Regions from separate parts of the Mus musculus genome. Here regions 1, 2, 4 and 5 are each linked to region 3. A link is a contact called in public HiCAR-type and promoter capture Hi-C data. All regions are on one chromosome and are shown on one strand. The core of a region is the stretch at or near the end of the contact, and the rest is flanking DNA. Distances in the headings are between cores, read along the strand shown. Region 1 has its middle 12 kb from the start of Ern2. Region 2 has its middle 250 kb from the start of Gm30501. Region 3 holds the start of Zkscan2 (zinc finger with KRAB and SCAN domains 2). Region 4 holds the start of Ubfd1 (ubiquitin family domain containing 1). Region 5 holds the start of Dctn5 (dynactin 5).

Evidence for each region. Promoter capture Hi-C pulls out the DNA fragments that hold promoters and counts their contacts. HiCAR-type assays count read pairs that join an accessible place to other places.
Region 1: a promoter capture Hi-C map of liver shows a contact between it and region 3, with 3 times the contacts expected there. The contact joins the enhancer-like site here to the promoter of Zkscan2 in region 3. A contact is called at or near these places in 7 of 39 promoter capture datasets (the 3T3-L1 cell line, the C10 cell line, the HPC-7 cell line and 3 more) and 1 of 115 datasets of contacts at active chromatin or transcription factors (astrocytes).
Region 2: a promoter capture Hi-C map of second pharyngeal arch cranial neural crest shows a contact between it and region 3, with 5 times the contacts expected there. The contact joins the enhancer-like site here to the promoter of Zkscan2 in region 3. A contact is called at or near these places in 9 of 39 promoter capture datasets (the 3T3-L1 cell line, 3T3-L1-derived adipocytes, cranial neural crest and 5 more) and 2 of 115 datasets of contacts at active chromatin or transcription factors (astrocytes and embryonic forebrain).
Region 4: a HiCAR-type map of astrocytes shows a contact between it and region 3, with 2.8 times the contacts expected there. The contact joins the promoter of Ubfd1 here to the promoter of Zkscan2 in region 3. A contact is called at or near these places in 2 of 39 promoter capture datasets (hippocampal neurons and liver) and 1 of 115 datasets of contacts at active chromatin or transcription factors (astrocytes).
Region 5: a HiCAR-type map of astrocytes shows a contact between it and region 3, with 4 times the contacts expected there. The contact joins the promoter of Dctn5 here to the promoter of Zkscan2 in region 3.

What each region holds. Positions count from the first base shown.
Region 1 is chr7:122,195,831-122,200,343 of GRCm38.p6, forward strand. No RefSeq gene overlaps it. Among named protein-coding and RNA genes, the nearest start is that of Ern2, 12 kb to the left of the region's middle. Within about 2 kb of position 1,656, at least 11 of the 459 cell types and tissues checked have an H3K27ac peak or open chromatin away from gene starts, as enhancers often do. A contact at or near this core is called in liver, where this site is marked.
Region 2 is chr7:124,957,819-124,962,628 of GRCm38.p6, forward strand. No RefSeq gene overlaps it. Among named protein-coding and RNA genes, the nearest start is that of Gm30501, 250 kb to the right of the region's middle. Within about 2 kb of position 2,078, at least 1 of the 459 cell types and tissues checked has an H3K27ac peak or open chromatin away from gene starts, as enhancers often do. A contact at or near this core is called in second pharyngeal arch cranial neural crest, where this site is marked.
Region 3 is chr7:123,498,083-123,502,788 of GRCm38.p6, forward strand. Zkscan2 (zinc finger with KRAB and SCAN domains 2) reads right to left here and starts at 2,544. Exons shown (of 7, transcript NM_001081329.2): 1 at 1,487-2,544; 2 at 504-690. The coding sequence starts at 1,885.
Region 4 is chr7:122,065,001-122,069,460 of GRCm38.p6, forward strand. It overlaps Ubfd1 (ubiquitin family domain containing 1), which reads left to right and starts at 2,198. Exons shown (of 7, transcript NM_138589.2): 1 at 2,198-2,484; 2 at 2,664-2,993; 3 at 3,781-3,989. The coding sequence starts at 2,283. It overlaps Ears2 (glutamyl-tRNA synthetase 2, mitochondrial), which reads right to left and starts at 2,086. Exons shown (of 9, transcript NM_026140.3): 1 at 1,905-2,086. The coding sequence starts at 2,043.
Region 5 is chr7:122,129,555-122,134,533 of GRCm38.p6, forward strand. It overlaps Dctn5 (dynactin 5), which reads left to right and starts at 3,487. Exons shown (of 6, transcript NM_021608.3): 1 at 3,487-3,627; 2 at 4,615-4,683. The coding sequence starts at 3,580. It overlaps Palb2 (partner and localizer of BRCA2), which reads right to left and starts at 3,392. Exons shown (of 13, transcript NM_001081238.2): 1 at 3,166-3,392; 2 at 120-179. The coding sequence starts at 3,213.

The DNA of each region.
Region 1 (4,513 bases), core at 406-2,905, 1.3 Mb before region 3:
ACACTTTGTCTGTCACTCAATTAGATGTCATTTTCAAACATGGCTGCTTTCTTCTACAAACTAACTTTACCTTTATTGTTTGGGATTAACAGTGTGTACTAAGGGCATGTCTGTATTCCAGCCAGAGGAATTAAAGGTGTGTGATAAGGGATGAGCCACACCAGAATACCATCCTGGGGTTTACGGTATGATCAAATGTCTTGCAACACTGTCTCAAAAAACAACCCAACCAATCAAGTTAGCAATCAACAATAGAAGATCCTTTCCTTATGCATCTTTCCAATCTACATAAAAGTAAGCATTTACGTGGCATTGATGTGCGTCTTGCTCCTGACAAATGAAGGAGCTGTTTGCTGACACTGTTAATGTCCAGTATTATGGTCTGGAGGTCTGTTAACCCAGAGTTCATGTTTTAAAGACTTAGTGGCCAGGATGATGATGTTAGGAGTAATGGACCTTTAAGAGGTGGGGCCAAGTGGAAAGTCTTTAGGTCATTAGGAAGAGAGGACCAGGAAGGGGTTGTGGGACTCCAGCATCTGGCTTTGTGTTTTGAGATGTGATCTTTTCTCTTGGCTACACCCTACCATTTATTGTAGATTCCTGATAGAGCCTCATATTGTGTGGCCTCCAATACTGTGAGTTAAATAAACACCCCCTTTAAAAAAAGTTTATAATCACATTTACTTGTTTACTTGTATGTGTGTGGTCCTATGTGCCATGGCACACCTATGTGCACACGTGTGGAGGTCAGAGGACAATTTGTAAGAGTCGCTTTTCTCGTTTCACCAGGTAGGTCCTGAATATTGAACTTAGGTCATCAGGTCTTCTGCTGTGTTACTGGTCCTATACCTGTTTTTCTTTTTTGTTTTTGTTTTGTCCAGCCAGCCTTAGGTGTTTTAGTAACAACAGCAACAAAATAGAGAAATATAGTGTCCTAGTTTGGTTTCTGTTGCTGTGGTAAGCGGCAAGGCCAAAAGCAACTTGGGGAAGAAAGGGCTTATTTGGCCTTACAGGCTATAGGTCATCAAGGGAGGCTTGGGCAGGAAGCTGGAGGCAGGACCGGAAGCAGAAGCCAGGACCGGAAGCAGAAGCCAGGACCGGAAGCAGAAGCCAGGAAGAGATGCTGCTCACCGATTTGCTTTCTTACACAATCCAGAACCATCAACCCAGAGGTGGTGCCACCCACAGTGTACTGGGCCCTCTCATATTAATCATTAATCAAGAAAAACAGCACCCACAGGCTTGCCTCCAGGCCAACCGGATGGAGGCAATTCCTCAGGTGAAGCTCCTGCTTCCCAGGCCGTTCTAGTTTGTGTCACGTTAATAAACGAACCAGCACATTCTCTTAGGCTTCAACACCCGCCAGTCCTGCACTAACACCCTCCAGAGCGCCATTGGTCACAGACTATGAGTCTTTTTTTTTTTTTAACCTTCTGCATATAAAAACAGTCATTGTTGAAAAAGTATTCTGCATCTTCTTCACAGACTTATGTTCTTAATAAGTTAACTAACTTACAGGAGAAGTTCTATCGTCCTCAATCTACAGACGAACAAACCATGTTTCAGAGACATTAAGTAATTTACTCACCTAATCAAAGCTAGTCGTTTGTTGGGTGGGTGACTAGTACTCCAACCTAGCTTAGTGATCTTGCCTCAAGGGAGGCCTCTAGTGGTAACATGCCAAACTGCAGGCTTATCATTCCTTTTGAAGGAAAGACTTAAGGACTCTCTGCTGCTGATGATTAAGAAAGATTGGTTATCCTGGACATGGAGTGAGAAGGAAGGGAGGGACAGGACTTGGAGGTAGTGATCCCAAGGCACGTGGGAGGCTGTGGGATCATGTTGTATTTTTTTGTGGGGATGCCTGGGAACTTTTTCTGTTTATATTTCAGTGGTGCAGTAGATCCTGTGCCTAGAGCCAACTGCCACATTTTCATACATTTTTTATGAGTGACTGGTAATTGTGACTATCAGGGCATGGTGGCACTTTCCAACAGCCCCAGCCTTCTGGCTCAGGTTCAGGTATCAGAGTTGGAGACCAGGCTGGGTTCCTTAACAAGACCTTGCCTCAGAGGGGGAAAAAAAATAAAACAAACAGACAAAATAAAAAATATTGACAACTGGCAGAATGTAGTGGCACACGCCTTTAATCCCAGCACTTAGGAGGTCAGCTTGGTCTACAGAGCAAGTTCCAGGACAGCCAGGTCTACACAGAGAAACTCTGTCTAATAACACAACAATAACAATGCTGGTGACAATAAATAATAATAATAATTAATAATAATAATACCAAGTACCAGGCCTGTGCCAAAACTGAGTACTAGAGATAAGAGTCCACACATTAATTGGAAGCAAAACTATAGAGCCAAGACTGGAAACTTAGTGTACCCCATTCCCCCATACTTTTTTGAAACAAGGTCTCACTATGTAACTCAAGCTGCCTCATCCTCTTAAAGTACTGGGGTTAACTGTGAGCTATCACACTCTTAAGTTCTTCTCAACGAGAAGACCCCCGGATATGTCTTATTCCCCCCACCACCTCTTTTCAGTCTCTCTGTAGGACTAAGTAGCATGATGCTCTGGGGTTGTCCTGGGCTCGTTGTTGGATGGGTTCCTGTTTTTGACAGGCATCATCATAAGCAGTATTTGACACAGGTGAACTCTTAGCCATGTGTTACAGTGTATCCTAAACAGAACAAATGAGCTGACCCCTTAGTGTGTGGACACAGCAGGCAACAGTCAAGGTCTGAAAGGCCTGTAGGTGTCGTAGATCCGGTGATCCAGGACTCTTTGGAGTTGAGCAAGAACACTTCTTTTTTGTTTTGTTTTTCGAGACAGGGTTTCTCTGGGTAGCCCTGGCTGTCCTGGAACTCACTTTGTAAACCAGGCTGACCTCAGAAATCTGCCAGCCTCTGCCTCCCGAGTGCTGGGATTAAAGGCTCGCGCCACCACGCCCAGCTGCAAGAGCACTTCTGACAGCAAGCTTTCCTTGCTAAAATGCCTGACAAGAGGCTGCACTTCAAGTTCTGGGTTACTAGGAAGAAGGGTGGCGGCCTGTTGTGTTCCAGGAAACCACTTTCTCTCAGTACACTCCTGGGAGAGGCCTATGGCATGCCCAGGACTCAAGTTCACAGTTTGGCCTACAGGCTAACTATTTTTATGTGTATGAAAATTTTGCCTGTACGTACAGAGGGCACCAGATACCTTGGAAGTTATAGATGGTTGTGAGCCAACAAGTGACCTTAACAGCTGAGGCCCCTCTCATTTTTTTTTGTTTTTGTTTTTGTTTTGCTTTTGTTTTGTTTTGTGAGGCAGGGTTTCTTTGTGTAATAGCCCTGGGTGTCCTTGACTTGCTTTGTAGACCAGGCTGGCCTCGAGCTCACAGAGATCCACCTGCCTCTGCCTCCCAAGAGCTGGGATTAAAAGCACCTGCCACCACAGCACCTTACAGCTAGCTCTGAATGGTTCCTGTTTTGTTTTTGTTTTTCCTTGAATCTGATATGCTAGAAATATGTAGCGTTACCCTTGACTCATGTGTTCTCTCCTTTTTTTCTTTCACCCGCCAACCCCTCTGCAGAGAGGTTCTAAGTAGTTCCTTAGGAAAAAAACCCTTTGCCCTGGAATTTATCTTATCTGACCTTTACAACTGCGTGTGTGTACTCTGTAGGTCAAGGATGTAACATCATTTACTTACAGCAGGGGGCAGTAGAGTGTAGCAGATAAATGTCTGTGGCTGTAACTGGGTTTGAAATTTGATTTCAGTCGTGCCCTACGTGAACATAGAGCTTTTTCAGAGAGAAAATCTTAAACTATGTATCCTCCAATGGATATATAATTATTTTAAAATTTATACATGATTCCTGCCCTAATATTTTATGTGTATATAGTATAGAATGTAATGGAATGAAATTCAAGTGAAAAAAAAAAAGATGAAATTCTCCTTAACATATTTTATTGACAATCAATTGCACATGTCATAAATTCACAACCTAGCCTGGAGATATAGCTCAGTGGTTAAGAGCCCTTACCTAGGTTTGATTCCTAACCCCTGCACAGTGGCTCGCAACCTCTTGTAATCTCAGTGACTGGGGATCCAACATCCTTTTCTGGTCTCTGAGAAGGGCTCCTGCACACAGGTGATATATCTTCACGCAGGCTCACAGATATACACACCAAAACTTTAATCTTAAGAAAAGACTTACTTATTTTAGTTTTAATTATTGTCTTAGTTATTTTTCTATTGCTGTGACCAAACTCCATGACCAAGGCATGAAGGAAAGCATTTGACTGGGCTTATGGTTTCAGAGGGTTAGAGTCCACACTGGCAGAGGGAAAACATGGTGGCTGGAACAGGTAAAAGCTCTCATCTTGATCAGTGAGTGGGGAGAGAGAGCACACAGGGAATGGCTGGAGACCTTCGAAACCTCAACGCTCTCCCCTCAGTGAGGCATGTCCTCCGTCAAGGCCATACTTCGAAATCTTTCTCAAACAGTTCCACCAACTGAGGACCAGG
Region 2 (4,810 bases), core at 828-3,327, 1.5 Mb after region 3:
ATTTCAGCAAACTGTTATAAAGATCAAATTAGAGGTTAGGTATCAGAGTTTAAGGCTTGTGATTTTAGTGCTACCAAATAGAACAAAGAATTCCAGATTTTTTTAAAAAATATTTTTATTACGTATTTTCCTCATTTACATTTCCAATGTTATCCCAAAAGTCCCCCATACCCTCCCCCCCCCACTCCCCTACTCACCTATTCCCACTTATTGGCCCTGGCGTTCCCCTGTACTGGGGCATATAAAGTTTGCAAGTCCAATGGGCCTCTCTTTCCAGTGATGGCCGCCTAGGCCATCTTTTGATAAATATGCAGCTGGAGTCAAGAGCTCCGGGGGTTACTGGTTAGTTCATAATGTTGTTGCACCTGCAGGGTTGCAGATCTCTTTAGCTCCTTGGATACTTTCTCTAGCTCCTCCATTGGGGGCCCTGTGATCCATCCAATAGCTGACTGTGAGCATCCACTTATGTGTTTGCTAGGCCCTGGCATAGTCTCACAAGAGACAGCTATATCAGGGTCCTTTCAGCAAACTCTTTCTAGCGTATGCAATGGTGTCATCGTTTGGAGGCTGATTATGGGATGGATCCCTGGATATGGCAGTCTCTAGATGGTCCCTCCTTTTGTCTCAGCTCCAAACTTTGTCTCTGTAACTCCTTCCATGGGTGATTGTTTCCAATTCTAAGAAGGGGCAAAGTGTCCACACTTTGGTCTTCGTTCTTCTTCAGTTTCATGTGTTTCGCAAATTGTATCTTATATCTTGGGTATTCTAAGTTTCTGGGCTAATATCCACTTATCAGTGAGGACATATCATTTGAGTTCTTTTGTGATTGTGTTACCGCACTCAGGATGATGCCCTCCAGGTCTAACCATTTGCCTAGGTATTTCATAAATTCATTCTTTTTAATAGCTGAGTAGTACTCCATTGTGTAAAGATTTTATAAGTCACTAGGTGTAATCATCTCTGCCTGGGAGGAAAGGAAAGAATCTCAAGGACGGCAACTCTAGCTGGGTCTGGTAGGAATAGGAGTTTACCATTTTACAGAATAGAAGAAACAACCAGTGGGCTGGAAGTGCTGGGTCTGAGAAACAAGAATTCACTGGATCTGAACCCCAGAATCTGTGTGGTGCTGAGCCAATGCAGAGGTGGTTCGGAGGTTAAGTCTGTGCAGACAGGAAGAGGCTCTGGTAAAGAGGTGATGTTTTATGCTCCACCCCTCACTAGCAAACGAGTGACCCTAGAGGCAGAAATTTGACCCACAGACACGTTTGATTTGGCCTGTTAATATTTAAAATTATTTTCTTTGACTGTCAATTTAAAAGCAAGATTTTACCCGCCTGTCTTTCAAAACTCATTTAACAATATCTTGCGTTTAGCAATAGTCTGCCCACATTTCTCCATGCTTCCTGAGTGGTGCTGTGGGGAGATGTCCCTTTAGATCCATCGCCTATTCTGTCTGGTCTACCACCACCCCCTCCCCGCCAACTCCCCAATCCTCATCCCATTCCTAGTCCATTCAACACATGGGGTCACCTTGGGATTCGGATCAGGTGAGTGGTGTGCGCGGTTTGGCACAGATGCTGTAGGTACATGGGAAGGAGACCATCAGGAAACAGAGAAACTATTGCACAAACGTCAGGCAGCGGGAAGGAGGCTAAGAAGGGCTTTGCTGGAGGATGGAGGTGGCGTGGGAATCTTCACAAACCTGGTTTCCTCAATGCTGCAGTTTCTTCTTACTCCCTGTCAGGCGTCACAGCCTCCATCACCTGTATCCCTGCTCTGCCCTGCTCTTCTGCAAAGTGGGAGTTACCTTCTGGCATGCTGGGCACTTTAGTTATTAAGTTGTTTATGCTTTGTCACCTCTGACTAGAAAATGAAACTTCCCATGACCAGAATGCACGTTTGTTTCCTGTGCTAAGGTATTCTTGGTCTACAAAATGTTTCTAGCAAACAGGTATTTGATTCAGAATTTTTAATGGTGCTTTTACTGACTTAGCCACTTTAAGCATCTATGATCCTCATGCTTTGATAACAAATGACACAGCAGGAAGAGATTTGGGAGCCCGCCAGCACAGCCCAAGCCTCCTCCCCACTAGATATAATTGTTCACACATCATCCTGAGATTCATGTCTCCATGCTAGCATACTCTGGCAACTGTGAAGATGCTGGATCTAGGAAACCAAGCCCAGGAAGGTCAGGGGACAGTTGGACTTGTTCATGCAGCCACTCTAGAGCAACCCTGACACCTGCCCTGGGCCATGAGGAGTCTTAGCCTCCTGGGACCTGAGCACCCACTACAAGGTGGCCTCAGCTTGGCAGGCCTTTATCTTCACAATAGCTTCCTTACTGGGTCATTTTGAACAAGTTCCAGGACTGTCAGAGCCTCTCTTTGATGTTTAATTGCTTAATTATCAGTTTACTCCCCTAACTTAAAGAAAGAGAATAGAACCAAAAGTGGGTGGAGTTGGGGCTGCCTAGGAGGGAGGGAGACCCCCTGTGTCTGTGGCAGTATCCCTGAGCAGAGGGGACTTTTCTCACAACCTAAGTCCAGCTGCCTGTCTCCCCAGGTCACCACAGGACCTTCTGACCCCCATCCTATCCAGGTCAGCTTTTGAGTGATGGATGGATACAGGAACAGCTGAACCCCTCCAGTCAAGGATGTACCTTTTTCTCACCATAAAAAAAAAAAAACTAAACTCTTTAAAAATTATTCTTACTTCTTCCAACATTCATTCATATAGCTGGTCTTTTATTTCTTCACTTTTACTTTAAAGTAGATACACAATACTCATTTACTCATATGGCTGTAAAAGTGTGTCTATGTACACACAAACACACACACACACACACACACACACACACTGTAATGATTACAGGCTAAGTAGCATTCTTTCACTTCAACCATTTGTCTTTTTTCAAAATATGCAACCTCTTTCACAGCTTTTTTAAAGTGCAAAGTGTAATCCCTTCCTGTGTAGAGAACACATGTGTAGGTATGCTAATTGAGAAAGAAACTATCTCTTTGCATTTTTCTTGACCCCTGACCCTTCTTAGTAAGCATCTTTTCCAACAGGACAAGCTCAGACAGCACTTGACAGCCATCCTCAGCCAGAGAACAATGGAAACTGAGTCAGATCTTCTTAACTTTCCACATATGACACCATTTCTCCCAAGAAAAAATTATATAACTTTTAGGTTTATATATAGAGAAATTAGGTATATGAAGCAGATACAAACTAATCACAAGTAGTTTAAATTTATTTTAAGCCAATCATTTCGTGTACATTGAATTTTTAATATTTATGAAGAATGAAAAGAAACTTGTATCTAATGAAATGGGTATGTATATTTTACATAATTAATTAAGTTTTAGCTGAAAATTTGATATTGCAGGACACAAAGCTTCCTCAACATTGGTCAGTCTCTTGACTTTGTAGTCTTCAATTCAAAGAAAGCTACTTTACATACTTGTGTAGTCCAAAAATTGGAGAATGTTCAGGGCTACTTTAGAGATTGTTGGAAATTCTTTCCTATCCAAAATTTCATTAAATGATTTTCCTTATGAAATTTTTCAGCAACTCAAACAAGTTTTTTTTCCATCAAAGATTTTAACACAATACAATCTAAAAGGCAACATTTTGATACTTTGATGCCAAAGAATGATGGAAGAAAAATATTCTAGGCCTTTGTTTGAGTGATTAAACCAATATATTTAATAGCAGAAAATTTTATGTGTACAGTATGAACACGGAATTCATAACACACATGGGTGTCAGATCTGAGCCATATGTTCCAGGCATCAGTTGCTAACCTGTGCTTACAGCATGGCCAGTGTAAAATGCACATGCTGCATTGAGAGCTGGGGCATCAGTGAAGTTCTGCAACTCAACAACGAATTTACAAAGTCCTCCATAGCGGGAAGAGGCCTAGCCAGCCTTGAGTATCCAGGAACATTGAGGCAAAGATGAGCCTTGCAGCTCTATTATCTACATTGGCTGGAGTCTGAAGATCATTAGAAAATAACATTTTATGCATTCACACATTTTCCTTCTTTTCCCAGCGCTCACACATTTTCCAGCCATGTTCTTTATGGAAATGACAGCCAGCCTCTGTGCAGCTGAAGGGAAAGCAGAGCCAGAAGTGGGAAAGCCAAAGGGTATGACCCGGTATTTAAGAAGTTGGAATCTAGACAACGTGGGCTCCAGCCAAGCAGGAAAGCCACCATAATCTGAGTTTTAGAGGTTAGCTACAAATCCAGAATTTGAGATGAATTCTTTGAATTTTCCAAAGTATGTAAGTAAGACTTAGTTGACATGTTACTTAAGTCATAATCCCAGCTTCATAATATCCAGGGTTATAGGATATAGGATCTCAGCCATGAGCTAAGGACGGATGCACCTGTGAGCTAGAAGTTCAGATTTGGAGTCCAACGTTGGTATTTTTCCTTCATCATTTCTTAAATATTCTGGGGGGCAGGGATGGGTCCCTGAGGATACAGCTGCTCTTTCCAGGCCTGTGACCACCTCCCACAACCCTCACAGAACAGCACAGTGTGCTCTCCTCCCACTGGCTGGAGTGGCTTCTTTATGCCACCGATCATCAGGCTCCAGTGAGCATCAGCATCTCCTGCAAAGCTTTTTCATGCTTGCTCATTACTGAATAGGCCTGGGCATCTGTATTCCTGCCAAGGGTCAGGTGATAAGCCCGCAGCAACTGCAGAAGCCATACTCTAAGAACAATACACTGAACCAAAGCAAAAGCTTCCTGTCAACAGGGAAGGATCCTGGACCCCGGGAAGCATATGAGCATAGG
Region 3 (4,706 bases), core at 1,294-3,793:
ACCTCCTAACAGTGCCACTCCCTATGGGCCAAGCATTCAAACACATGAGTCTGTGGGCACCACACCTATTCACAACAGCACACTGTCCCTTGTTTGGGAGTCTCACCTTTTATCCCTCTCATACATCATGCTGGGATGCCTGTTCTTATGAGTCAAGTTTTGGAATAAAAATGCCCCGTTTCCATTTCTTAATAGTTTTTCAAGAGCACACATACATATAGCATAACTAAAGACACAAACTGAACATTGAATGGGCATTTTAAAATAACAATAAGATTCAAGGTTTCCCTGGACAATCTAAGTTTGCATAATTTCCATCTTTATGATCCCATTTTATTTTGGTAGTAAATAATTCTGATTCTTGAAATAGATGAAAAATTTACTTCAAATATTCAATTTACTTGTCAAATGGATATTGAAGGGACCTCTACTGAGTGAGCCATAGTGTTAGGGATACAGTATAAACTACACGGTCTCTGACCTGGTGTACTCTGAGTCCTTACCATTCTTAGGTAATGGCCTATGTTCCCTTTTTTGGTTCAGCTGTTCTTGGTGTCCTGAGTGGAGGCTTCCAGCTTCCTCCAGAGAAACAACCCTGTGCTGGGTCTCCAGTTGCTCTGGCTCAAAGTCAGCTACTTCCCACACAGTTCTAGGTGGGGCTTGCTTCTCTGAAGGCAGAGGGCTACTGACCTGCAAAACAAAGTCAACATCAACAAAGAAAATCGGAGGAAAGGAATTGCAGTCCCAACAGAGACGTTAAAGGGCAGGAGAACTGAGGGGGGAGAGGATCTCCACGGACGGAAGCGGGCTCACAGTCATTTGGGAATATGGGAAAAGGAGAGCGCTCTTTATTTGTGTATTTTTTTGAGGGGTCATTACTACAAAGTCCTCTTATATATCAGGTGCACAGAGAACTAATCAGAACACTAGTGAAGTGAAGAATCACAAAATCAACTCCTGAGCACACCCTGTGCAAGGTGAGACTGTAAACCTGTCAGACACTGAGGACTTCACACGGTTAACAAGAGGGCGCTGAGAATAACTACAGACCGGCAAGCAGGGACATAGAAAAATGATGATCTGGCCGTTAAACTGGATGAGCGCGGAGGAGCACGGCACAGAGAGTATTTCACAGGACACCTGCTGGAATGGTAAGGGTTAGGGAGGGCTCTGGAGATCCATGAGATCTCCCTCTCCCACCAAACCCTGTGAGGCATTAGCTATTTAATACTGTCTCTATCGTTTTGGTAGAAACATTATACTGAGGATTAGAACAAACAAACCATACTTTTAGTTTAATTTGCAAGATCATAGTTCAACCAAAATTCTCTCCTCCATTTAGTATGAATTTCAAATCTGCTTTTTGGGGAATTTGGTTTCCGGATCTTTTAAAAGTCCCATTTATTTCTATAATGAGCTCTTCTTCCAGAAATGTAGCCCTGCCCACCTGCCTTTCCCACCACATCCCTTTAAAATCCTCGCTCACCTGCTTTCGAAGTCTTCTGGTCTCTTTCTCCAAATGCACTACTAGGGCCACCGCCTCCTCTCCGCTTTCTGGACATTGCTTCTGCGCCCAGGTCTGAATCTTCTCAGGCAGAATGGTGAGAAACTGTTCGATTACCAGCTGCTCGAGGATCTGTTCCTTGGAACGCATTTCTGGCTTCAGCCACCGACAGCAGAGTTCCCAGAGTTTACTGAAAGCTTCATGGGGTCCTGTCACATCCTCATAACAGAACTGCCTGAAGCATTTACGGAAGGACTCACATTCAGTGCTGCCTGATCTTTCCAGAATGGGCTCCGATACCCACTCGGAGTCCTTTTCCACTTTCATTATGAGGCACTCCTCAACTTCCACGTCGATCTGAGGGTTCATGACAGTAGCCATGATCCAATGGGGCCAACAGGTCTAGCTCCAAGTCAGGGCCCAGAGAAGCTTCCGAGTGCCCTCCACTTAATGCCCTTGGAAATATGGGACCGTAGAGACATAAAAGACAGCAGTTAGCTGGGACAAGGAACTCCAGGCTGATTAATCAAATTTGTACAAGGCTCTTGAAAGGGTGAATGTGCACCCACCCCAAAGTCTGCAAACCCGGCCTCTTATCCAATCAAGATGCGCCCCCTCCCATGAGGTTCTTTAAGGTGCAAGGTCGGAAAGACCTTAGGTTAGAAGCTAGGCTGGAAGGGGACCCAGGGGACTGATGCTGGGCGGAGGCGCCGATCGGGAGGGGGTGTGTCCGCGAGGCGCGGCCAGCCCTGGGGTCCTGGTCCAGGTCCAGGCCGCTGCAGGTGCCCACCAGGGGCGCGAGCGCAGGAATGTCCGGACTCGCAGCGGCGCCTGCAGCGCTCGGGGTTCCTCCGCACGAGGATGCCGAGAACCTCGGCCAGAGGGGAAGAAGCTGCGGGATGAGGCTAGGCCTCGCGGGGGGCGGCGAACGGCTGGCGCGCTGCCCTGTCAGCTCCGCCAGCGCAGAGCGCGGGGGGCGCTGGGAGCCGCGGCCACGCATGCGCCGCTCGCGACCGGGGTCCGTGCGAGGCTTCCTCGCGGGCAAGGAGGGGGGCGGGAAGGCATGCGTGGAGGAATCTCGCGAGAGCGCGCAGCACCGCGACTTGCCGCCGAGGGACTTTAGGAATGAGGGTGAAGGGAAATTCTGGGCGGAGGGACACGCTGAGGTCTGATCCTATTCCTCCAGAGATTGTGAAGCAGGACGCGAGCTAGCGTCCTGCCTCAGGCCAGGCAGACGTTGCGGGAGGCTGGAGTAATTTCTTTAGTGGAAGGGGTGCGCGCGTGTGTGTTGGGGTTGCGGGTGGAGGGACTTCTTTGTGACAACTGGCGGAGGGATTACAGTCAGCATCTGGCTGTGCATGGATTGCTACTGTCTGGGAGCCTTGGTTGGAGCCAGGACTCCTGAGGAAGGATGTGTGGCTAGCTCTGTTCAAATGTATGGTCAGGAGAAGGCTTATTTTCATTTTGGGGAATCTCTTAATTACCCAAGGCTCTGAGGTCTGAGTAGCCAACGGGCTATCTGGGACCTAATAGGACCGGGCCTAGATTCCCCTACTGCTGCAAAACTTCATAGCTAGATGTCTCAGAGCCTGCTGGCTCATAAATGTCTGTCCTGTAAGTGCCTACTTTGTGACAATGTTTTAGGCTCTTGGCATCGTTAGTGGGCAGCACAACTCTTATTCTCAGAGGCAGGTAGCTTATTAGAAAACAGACCAATGACTTATTTCTCAAAGGTTTTGCCATGATTTGGCTAGTTCTAGCATCGAAGCGGCATAGAGAATACCATAAGGATAAATGGCACGGCATAAACTGAAGGAAGGTCAGAACGGAATAATCCGCGGGTGCATCTAGTTAGTATCTGCCACGGGAGAGATGGAGCCAATACACAGCCTGTTTTAATTGCATTTAAAGATAGTATTATTGAGTACTGGTTTCTTACCAGACATGGTGGTAGGTGATAAGCAAAACAAGATCTCCTATCATTAGTAGTTACAAATAAAGTTCTGTATACCTGGGGTGAATCCTTCCAAGAAGAGAAACACATTCAAGATTTGGTTTAGGTAAGAGGTCTGGGTGAATTTCTTGGAAGAAGTAGTACTAAGGATGAGATCCAAAAGACAGACCTCTAGTGGGGATTGAGCAAAGACTGGCCTTCACAAGAATCCCATAGAGAGGATGAGGTTGTCTCTATTTTAGAGTTTAGGGCGCTGAGACCTCAGTAAGGGTGGTGCAAGCGCTAAAGGTGATGGGGAGTCATGGGATGAGAATAGGGTCTTTTATGTACATGGCCCTCTTGTTGGTATTAAGCCAGGTGCACATCTCAGCAGCTCAAGGTCACAAACTTGAAGGCTTGTTGGACTTAGGGAGATTTACCATGAACTGTGTGAAGGAGAGTATAAGATAAGAAGGAGCTGGGTGTGATGGCACATGCTTGTAATCCTAGAACTTTGGAGGTGGTGGAGGCAGCAGGATCAAGAGTTCAGGGTTGTTCTTCACTACAAAGCAAGTTTTGAGGCCAACCTGGGCACACGAGGCCCTGTCTTAAAAAGGTTGCTAGTTAACTATTATGTTTACTTGAGCACCAGTGTTTGTGTCTTGAGAGCAGAAGAGCACATTTGTCAGCAGAGAAGTGAATCCACACACAGGTCAATAAATGCAAGCTGGAGACATCAGAGAGTGGTAATTTTCTTAAGACTCACTAGGGAATGGTAGGTTCTATTTCTCCTTGTAGGTGCAGCCATTAGTCTAGTCTCTTGCTGCTAGACTGGGAAAATGGATCAAGACTTACCAGATCAGGCTAATTAAAGGAGGCTGGCTAGCAGTGGTATAATCACACTTTGGAATAACTGGGAAACACATCCATTCTACACACTAGGATGTTAGCTTAATGAAATATGAAATAGGATGTAAAATAATTTTTGAGATAATCTGGCTCTGTAGCCAGCTGGCCTTGGCTTGTAATCTTTCTGCCTCTACTACTGGAATTCTGGGGTTATAGGTACCCGTAACCATGCCTGCTTGGAAGTGCTCCTCCCTTTTGTCTCGGGCTTGGTACAGGAGTTTGTCAAGGGAGGTACGTGGCAAATTTCCATTTGTTCCTGGTCTAGAAATTGCTCTCTTAAGATCTTGCTTCAGAAGGAAACCATTATTCTTAGATATCTGTACTTCTCTGTCACTTAGACAGAGTAAGACAAAAATCTCA
Region 4 (4,460 bases), core at 948-3,447, 1.4 Mb before region 3:
CACACATGAAATTTTAAAAAGTAATTGTGGCCGGGCGTGGTGGCGCACACCTTTAATCCCAGCACTCGGAGGCAGAGGCAGGCGGATTTCTGAGTTCGAGGCCAGCCTGGTCTACAAAGTGACTTCCAGGACAGCCAGGGTACACAGAGAAACCCTGTCTCAAAAAACCAAAAAAAAAAAAAAAAAAAAAAAAGTAATTGTGCCCATTATTAAGAAGTTGCTAACCTTTGGAAATTCATTTAGTTTTCACAAGTTTCAATTTACTGATCTGTTAGTGGGCTTAAAAATGAAAATCAGGCTGGACCTGGTAGACTGAACCTTTAATCTCCTCACTCTAGAGACAGAAACAGACAGATCTGTGTGAGTTTATAACAACAGCCTCGACAAGACAGCAAGTTCCAGGCCAGCAAGGGTACAGCAAGGCCCTGTTTCAACAAAACAAAAACACCTAGATCCTTAATAATGAGGTTGCTGGGATACCTAAATGTTGACCAAAGTAGAATTTCAAGCCAGGTCTGATGACTCATACCTGTGACGCCAAAACCTGGGAGGCAGAGACAGGAGGATTGCTGCACATTTAGGGACAGCATGGTCTTCATAGTGAGTTCCAGGCCAATCGGGTGATACAGGGAACTCTTTCCAAGTTAAAAACCAAACAAAAACCCAAAAATGTAAACTTTCAATTAATTTTAGCTATCATAGTGATCTACACTGCTTGTCAACTCTTTCCCATTTGGGCTTTTCCTGCCAGTCAGCAAAGAAATGAAAACAGTAATTGTAGTAGAGGCAGTGCTTGCTAAGTGCCTCTGCTGTACTGGCTCAAACCCGTCAGACAGGCACTATTATTAGCCCTACTTGACAAATCACAAAATTGGGACATAAACAGAGCAAATAATTCTGCCAAAGCAACACATCTAGGGATTGGCAAAGACAAAAATATAGATGCAGAAAATGCCAGGCCTTGGATGCCTGCATAAGTGCTTCTTCCAACAAGGTGAGTATCCCAGTTCATGTTGACCATAGGTAAACACAGACACTGTGATACTTAGATACTTGCAGTCATTTGATAAGCTATTTTACATCACTGAGACTAACAAAAAGAAAGATGATTTTGTTCTCTCGGTTTTGAGACACTCATTTTCTCCCTAGCAGTTTCGTTTATATCAGTCTTAAAAACAGATTCACAACAGTTAACTATGAACCAGGGCTTCTACCACATATCGAAGTTCCACAATCTACATTGCCTGCCTGGAGGTAATGCGTTCTTCCTGTGCAGCTGAGACTCAGAAATATCTTTTCCTGCTGACCCTAGACCTAGAATGAACGGTTGCTCAGTGTGAACAGGGTAGAAGGTGGCTTGAACTAAAGGTTGGGAATTTGTGGGAAGGGAGGAGACACAGAATTCCTAGCAAGATATACATGGGCCTCTGTTTTCTTCTGACTTGCTAAGCTGCCAGCAAACTCAGGCTTTTGTGCATGTCGTTTCCTCTTAGGCTTCAAGCGGGTCTTCTTGACACTTGTTCTCAACTCAAATGTTACCTCTTCAGCAATACCTTCTAGGGCGCCCTATCCCGCTTCACTGCCAAAATGGACACATATGACTCTAGGATTTGTCGGTTTCTTCAAAGCCAGAACCCTGACTTTTCAATGACCACTGCATTATAGCGCATAGGCCTTGGCATAAAGTCTATACGCTCTGCACACAGCGTGCAATAAGAAAGGACAGAGACAATACAACAAGGAAACTTCTAGCAATCTCAATCACTTCAAATCCTAGCCCTCCACCTCCGTCTCTTTAAAACGGGGTCGCGCAGACAACCCCGGAAGGGACTGTTTCTGGAACTTTCGGGGGCGGGGACGGGAAGGTGGGCTGCGGCGAGCGGCGTCACGTCCGTTAGGATTACCTGTGGGGCTGGGAGCGAAGCGCACTCGCACCGGGGCCCCGGGATCTGGGCCCAGACTGGCCTCGCGCCGCCCCACGCGGTGCCCGAGGGCCACCACGTGCGGCTCGGCCAGCAGAAGCCTCTTGAGGGGCGCCGCCATGTGGACTAGAAACACACACGTGGGCTCCTTCGCGCGTCACTTCCGCTCGGCGGGGGGGAAAAAAATCACTCCAACCAATCAACTTTCGCCACAGCGAGCGCGGCCCTGCCACTTAAAGGCGTAAGCCGCCTATCTGGGCTGCTCACGCCCCTCTGGACTAGGGCGGCGATGCGCCGCCGCTCGGGGACCGAGCGCTGCGAGCAGGCGATCTCCCAGACCCGCCCCCTCCGGCTGCGGGAATGCTAAAGCGTGGCAGGGGCCGGCCCGGGAAGCGGAGGAGGCGGGTCTCCATAGAAACCTCCACCTGTTTCCGGCCAGCCTGTGTGAAATTAGGGGCTGGTGCGGGGGCCAATCTCCGCCAGCTCGCTTCTTCCCGGCGGCCCCTGCGGTCGTGGTGGGTGTTGTACACAATCATCATGGCGGCGGCCGGAGCCCCGGATGGTGAGTGTGGCGGGGAAGGCGGTCGGTCGGCGGCTGAAGAGCTTGCGGACGCTGCCGGGGTCGTGGGACCGGGCCTGGCCCCGGAGGGAGGAGCGTGGCGCGGCAACGACGGTGCCCGGGCCCGTTCTCGTCGCAGGCCGGGCTCGTGGCGAGCACCCACCCCCCTAACCCCTTTGCAGGCATGGAGGAGCCAGGCATGGACACGGAGGCCGAGGCTGTGGCCACCGAGGCGCCCGCACGGCCCCTCAACTGCGTGGAGGCCGAAGCAGCCGTAGGGGCAGCGGCGGAGGACTCCTGCGACGCGCGAGGCAACCTGCAGCCGGCCCCGGCCCAGCCCCCTGGGGACCCTGCGGCCCAGGCCTCGGTCAGCAACGGCGAGGACGCGGGCGGCGGTGTGGGCAAGGAGCTGGTGGATCTGAAGATAATCTGGAACAAGACCAAACACGACGTGAAGGTCCCTCTGGACAGCACGGGGTCCGAGCTAAAGCAGAAGATTCACTCCATTACAGGTATTCGAGGAGCTGACACCCGACTGCTTCTACCCACGACCTACCTTCTAGCTCTTGATGCTTACGTCGTGCTAAACTGTTAGCGATTTTCTTGCGCCTAGACTCCCGCTATCCTCACTGCAGTTTTCTGAAATCAGTACTTGTATGTCCATTAGTAATCAGAGAGGGAAAATTAGGCCCAGAATGATAGTGGTACCACCAAGTGGTGGAGTGAGATGCAAGCCTGAATCTTGAGTATTAAGGCTCACCCTTCTAACTAATGTTGGACTGTCATTGCTAGGCGCGGTATTTATGAACTTTACAGGAGATTCTGAACAGGTCCAGTATTTAGCCACGGATTTATTTTCAGCAGACAGATCAGTTTCATAAGGGAAGTTCATGAAACAGTGTTATCAACTGTCCTAATGGCCCTTTATAAATATTCATACATGGCCGTTTTATTTGTTTTGGTTTGCTACTTGAAATACTTTCCTTAAAGCTTTCTCCATGTATCGGGTAAAAAGCTTATTGGCTTTCTGTATCTCCTACACTTGGGAATTTTCAGTATTTAAGTGGATAGAAGATAGAGTTATAACTTGGAAACAATGATACCTAGACATCAAACAATTCTAAATACCTTACATTCATGTAGAAGGACCAAGTTTTACCAATCAAATAGTCCTGGTGTTCTGAACTCCTTCAAGTTCACAAAGCTGATAGTTGATGGACCAGTATTCACTTCCTGTTTTGTTATAGAAGGGGGATGGTCCACGCATTTCCTGCTTATTCCTTTCCACTTTTTGTCAAGGTCTCCCACCTGCCATGCAGAAGGTCATGTATAAAGGACTTGTTCCTGAAGACAAGACTTTGAGAGAAATAAAAGTGACCAGTGGGGCCAAGATCATGGTGGTTGGTTCTACTATAAATGATGTTTTAGCAGTAAACACCCCGAAAGATGCTGCCCAGCAGGATGCAAAGGCTGAAGAAAACAAGAAGGAGCCCCTCTGCAGGCAGAAGGTGAGACCATTCGGCATCTGCTTGTGGTCCTGGGAATGTAGAGACTGGTTACAGTCTCCCTAGAATAAGCTCCTTTCTGGACAGGGCCCATGATGGAAATGTATGGAGCAGTTGGGTGCAGCAGAGTGGAGTTGACAGCTACCTGAAATATGCATCTTTGTCATCTGGTGGGTCAGTGTGCTTAGACTTCCCGCGTTAGGATAAGGCCTTTGTAAAGGGAGACTCTAGCGAGTTAGCAAAGGAAGTCACAAGTGGGTTTCTCTTAGTAGTGCCAGAGAATATGACCAGTATTGGAATTAAGCCCTTGTTCCTTCTAACTGCTCCCATTTGATTTCTGTGTCTGTGTGTCTTGTCAAGTTCAGAAAATCCAATTCTGGAAAGGTATGGAAGTGGACAGATTTTAGAGGTTCCCCTAAAACTGACCATTTCAGGAAGTCAAACCAAGCTGAAGCAAATGATACTGACACTTGT
Region 5 (4,979 bases), core at 2,237-4,736, 1.4 Mb before region 3:
ATGCGTTTAAGTCAAAATGGACTACATAGTGAGGCCCTGTTTCAAACCAAAACCAGACCAACAAAACCTTTTACACAGCTTGTGCAACACCTTAATTTGACCAACTATGATTCACTCACCTGAAGTCGAGCAAGTGTCCTGCTGTATTCCTTTTTCAAAAATGCTAGCTTTTCCTTCAACTGGAAGAAAAACAAGAACAATTCTGAGCAGTGGAAAGGTGAGAACAGAGAGAATGGATACAGTGCCCAGCAGGCCCGAGAGTGCATATGGTGCTCTGTAGCATCCCTCAGCAGGATCAGTGCCGGGAAGGCCAGTTTTCCCACTCAAACCTTTCCTCGGTTCCTACAAAGCATCAGCCTCTCAGGACCTTTCCACGATGGGTTCCTGTCACTTGGAGCAGCTCCTGTGGATTCCTCAAGCCTCAGTTTGCAGGATTACTTCCCTAGGATGGACTTCTAGGTTCTTGCTCAAACCCAGTTTAGGTACTCTTCCGTTCCTCAGTGCTATTCTCAAAGTTTACTGCACCACACACTATGCTGTCCATTTTCTCCTGTATCTTCCCATCACTTTGAGAAGCAGGGAGGGGGCTATTACCATAGTCAATCAACCAATAAATGCTCTTTATCTAATACTGGCCCAGGAAGTTGCAGTCGTAACCAACACCTCCCAGTAACACACACAGTGTCAGTTATCCCTGATGCTTGAGGGACAAGGTGGTTAAGGCAATTTACTTGGAGTGAGGAATGTAGATAACATCAAGAGCACAGATAAGATTTGACATAGTAATCAGTACCTAGACTAATCTAAGTGATATAAGTAATTAGCTTCCTGTAGGGAGTGTAGTCACGGAGGCATTTCTGAGGGCTACCACTTGCACCTAGATCTAAAGGAAGGAACTAGTCTTGTGGAAATAGCGTATGTGTAATTATTCTAGGCACCACAGTAGGAAAGCTCCATGGTGGACCGGTGCATACATCTAAAGAATACACAGAAGAAAGCCAGTGAGAGGTAGGGGTTGTTGCTGCTGAGTTCCTGTCCAGCCACACAGCAGGCCTTTCTACAAAGCTTTTGCAAATAAGTTAATTTAGGCTATGCCAAATTACTAGTTCCTGAAAGTTTAGATTCTCTTTGTCTCCTTAGCATCTGTGGTTGAAATGTTCCCTTAGCAGAAGTGCCCCCCTTGTCTTTCCACCATTTAGGACCCCTATATTCATCCTTTAGACATAGTAAGTCCAAGACTAGCTTGCGATACGAGATCCTTTTTTTCTTTTCTTTTTTTTTTTTTTGGTTTTTTGAGACAAGGTTTCTCTGTAGCCCTGGCTGTTCTGGAACTCACTTTGTAGACCAGGCTGGCCCCGAACTCAGAAATCCGCCTGCCTCTGCCTCCCGAGTTCTGGGATTAAAGGCGCGTGCCACCATGCCTGGCTAAGAGATCCTTTCTTAAGAACAACTCCACAAACCAAAAGCATCAAAAAAGCTACAATGAAAGTTACTAAAAGGTCCTTCTTTTCTGCTGGGTGCAGGCTGACTGCTGTTGAAATGGGCAAGTTCATGAAACCCAGGAAAGTGGTGCTAGTCCTAGCTGGACAATACTCTGGATGCAAAACCGTATCATGAAGAACACTGATTGATGATGGCACCTCAGACCGCCCTTACAGCCATGCCCTAGTGGCTAGAATTGACTGCTATCCCCCAAAAGAGACAGCTGCCACAGGCTAGAAGAAAATTGCCAAGCAATCCAAGATAAAGTCCTCTGTGAAAGTTTATAACTATAACCACCTCATGCCCACAAGGGAGTCTGGATATCCCCTTGGGCAAAACTGTTGTCAACAAGGATGCATTCAGAGACCCAGCTTTGAAACACAAGGCCAGGCAGGAAGCCAATGTCAAGTGTGAGGAGTGATACAAGACAGGGAAGTGCAAGTGGGTTTTCCAGAGGCTTCACTTTTAGGTATGTTTTTGTTTTGGTCATTAAAAATTAAGAAAAAAAGTTACTAACAACTTAAACTTTTCTTAAGCACTTTCCCCACCTCATTCCCCAGCACTTTTGTGGGACTCCAGCACTTCTGTGCTAAAGTCACTTTAGTCCCCATCCATTCTCAGACACATAATAATAAAAATGGCAGATACTTTCATAATGTGCTTCAGTTAGTCCTAGGGAATTTTGTGACTTTAATGTCCAATGACTCAATTAGCACTCACAATAACCCTAACAAATAGATTCTATTATATAATCATCCTCCTTTGAGATATGCAAACTGAACAGAGAATAAGCAGTTCCTCCAGGATGCTGCCATTTATAACTGCTCCATTTAACACCCCCCCCACACACACAGAGGTTTCATATCATATATATTTTGATTCATAATAGCAGCAAACTGCAGTTATTAAGTAGCAACCAAATTATGGTCATGGGCCACCACAACATGAGTAATTCTGATCTTAACCTGTTATCTTGTCCTCAATCTTATCAGTAAGTAGGAGTTATCTTGTTTATTTGTAAATGATCTTTACCACCCTTAGAAGGTAAGACAGGATAGGAAGACAAATTAATGTGAATTCTAATTTTGCACAGAAAGCACAAGAACATGGAAGTAATATTTAAGTCTTGCAGGAGAATAATATTCTGAGCCTGAAAGAAATGAGAGCTCCTTCTAACTACTACACTAAATTTGTATGCACACACACAACACCTGTTCATTATATGTAATATTTATATTATTTTCTTCCCCTCATCTTGTTCCAACGTGGGTCTTAAACATGGAGAACACCAGCTGCAGAACCAACCAGAGTACACGTTATAACCATCCCCTTCTCCAATGTAAACCTATTTTGGAGGTCAAGCCCTAACAGACAAACACGAAAATGTATATATATAAGGCTGTTGACGTGACGTGAAAGATTTATGTGACGGGGCCGGAGTGGAGTGGGAGAGAAGAGGGCCTCTAGGTTTACCTATATGTAGTTTTACACCTAATATTTATGCAGTGCCACTAGAAGATGGGTTTGGCTCGTCTGCATTTTAAGCTTCGCCACCCGAGCAGCGCGCTCGTCTCAGTGACTTCTCGTGGAGGCTGTAGGTAGGAGGACACTGCCTCGGATACAGGAACTAGGTTTGAAAACCCAGCCTAAAGCCCTGGGTCACCCTTCCCGCAACCCGGGCACCTTTTCCTTCTCCGCATAGCTGAGGGGCTTCCCGGAAAGCTCTTCCATCGGGTTGGAAGCCGAACGCAAGGAGCAGCCGTCTCCAGCCTCGGGCCTGTGGTCACGGGGACCCAGCCAGGGCTTCCTAGGGCCAAGAGGAACCCCTGGGAAGAACGGGGACCTAGTTCACCCCCACTATGTTCCTGCCGAGCCACACAGGTTCCGCGCGCTAGCCGCTCTGGCCAATTAAAACCTCTGTTCGCTCTGCGCACGCGCAGCTGGAGACTGCCGAGCGATCGAGCAGGCTTGACTAGAGGAGAGTCGAATGAGAGTCCAGGGCGGGGATAGCGGAAGTGGCCGATCAACCGGAAGTAGCTGGAATCACCGTCTGCCTGAGCTACTGACAGGATCCTGAGGTTCAGAGAGGGGGAAGCCATGGAGTTGGGCGAACTGCTGTACAACAAGTCGGAGTACATCGAGACGGTGCGCGTGTGGCGACCCTGCCGCCGCTGGCAGTCACGGGACCCTCGAGGACTGGACGGTCGCCCCTCCCGTCCCGGCTGCACTGGTTCCCGTTCCCTCAGTCCCTTCCTTGGATGACTTAGAGATGCTTCGTGTTTCATCTGATTGTTATTTAGTCGGTGCATGCATGCATTAGGCTCTCTTCTCCTTCATCTCGTGTGTGTGGGTGTGCTGTGTAGCGGGGGAGGAAAGTGTGGATGTGGGAGAGTTTCTATGCATATATATCTATGTGTGTGCATATACACACGCCTGAGTTTCCTGTTAAATAATGTCTTCCAGAGGAATACACAGTACAGCCTATTCATTCTGTATATAAATTACATTTTCAGACTCCGGGCCCTTTTTAAAAATAATATTTCACAGTCTGCTTACGTGCTAAGACGTTATTGTTTCTATTCGTCAACTCATAATACAACATATGTAAACTGCCCCCGTTAGGGTTACTATCATTATTTTTTCTGTGTGTCTGTGATCATGGAAAAGTAATTTTCCTCACTGAAGGCTATGAAACCGTAATATGGAAGTGGGGTCTGAATGCACATCAGTCATTAGACCGCTCATTAGATACCGATCCTGAATTCATTTCTTGAGCTCTCAGTTCCTGATCTACCCTTGCTCTTTTGATAGATTGGATTCAGTTCCTGAGTGCTCTTATCACGGAGCCGTGCCCACAGCCTTCCCCCCCCCCCCCCAGTGCATTCCTTCTCCAGTTTGTTTTTGTTTGTTTGTTTGGTGATGGAGTCTCACTTCATAGTTTAGTCTAACCCCAAATTCACAGTCACCCCACCCAGAGCTGGGACAGTAGGGGTGCAGTATACATTCAGGCCTCATTCATTTTTAGACTGCCCTTCATTTGAAGTAATTTTCTCCTCAATGTGAGCTTTCATGATGGAAACTGTAGTCCAGAAATCCTCTGTTTTTTCACTCCAGATTTCTGTTTGCTTTTAGGCATCTGGGAACAAAGTTAGTCGCCAGTCTGTTTTGTGTGGAAGCCAGAACATCGTCCTCAATGGCAAGGTAAAGGGCACAGGCAGCTTCAGGAGGTTACCCTTATGCCTTCAGCTAGTCACTGTATCAGCAGGGTATATGGGATAGTGCTGTCTCCAATTTGTCATTTCCAGTTCTCTCTCTTTGTTTTTGTTTTTTTAAACATTTATTTATTTTATGTATATATGAACACATTGTCACTGTCTTCAGACACACCAGAAGAGGGCATTAGATCCCATTACAGATGGTTTTGAGCCACCATGTGGTTGCTGGGAATTGAACTCAGACCTCTGAAAGAGCAGCCAGTGCTCTTAACCGCTGAGCCA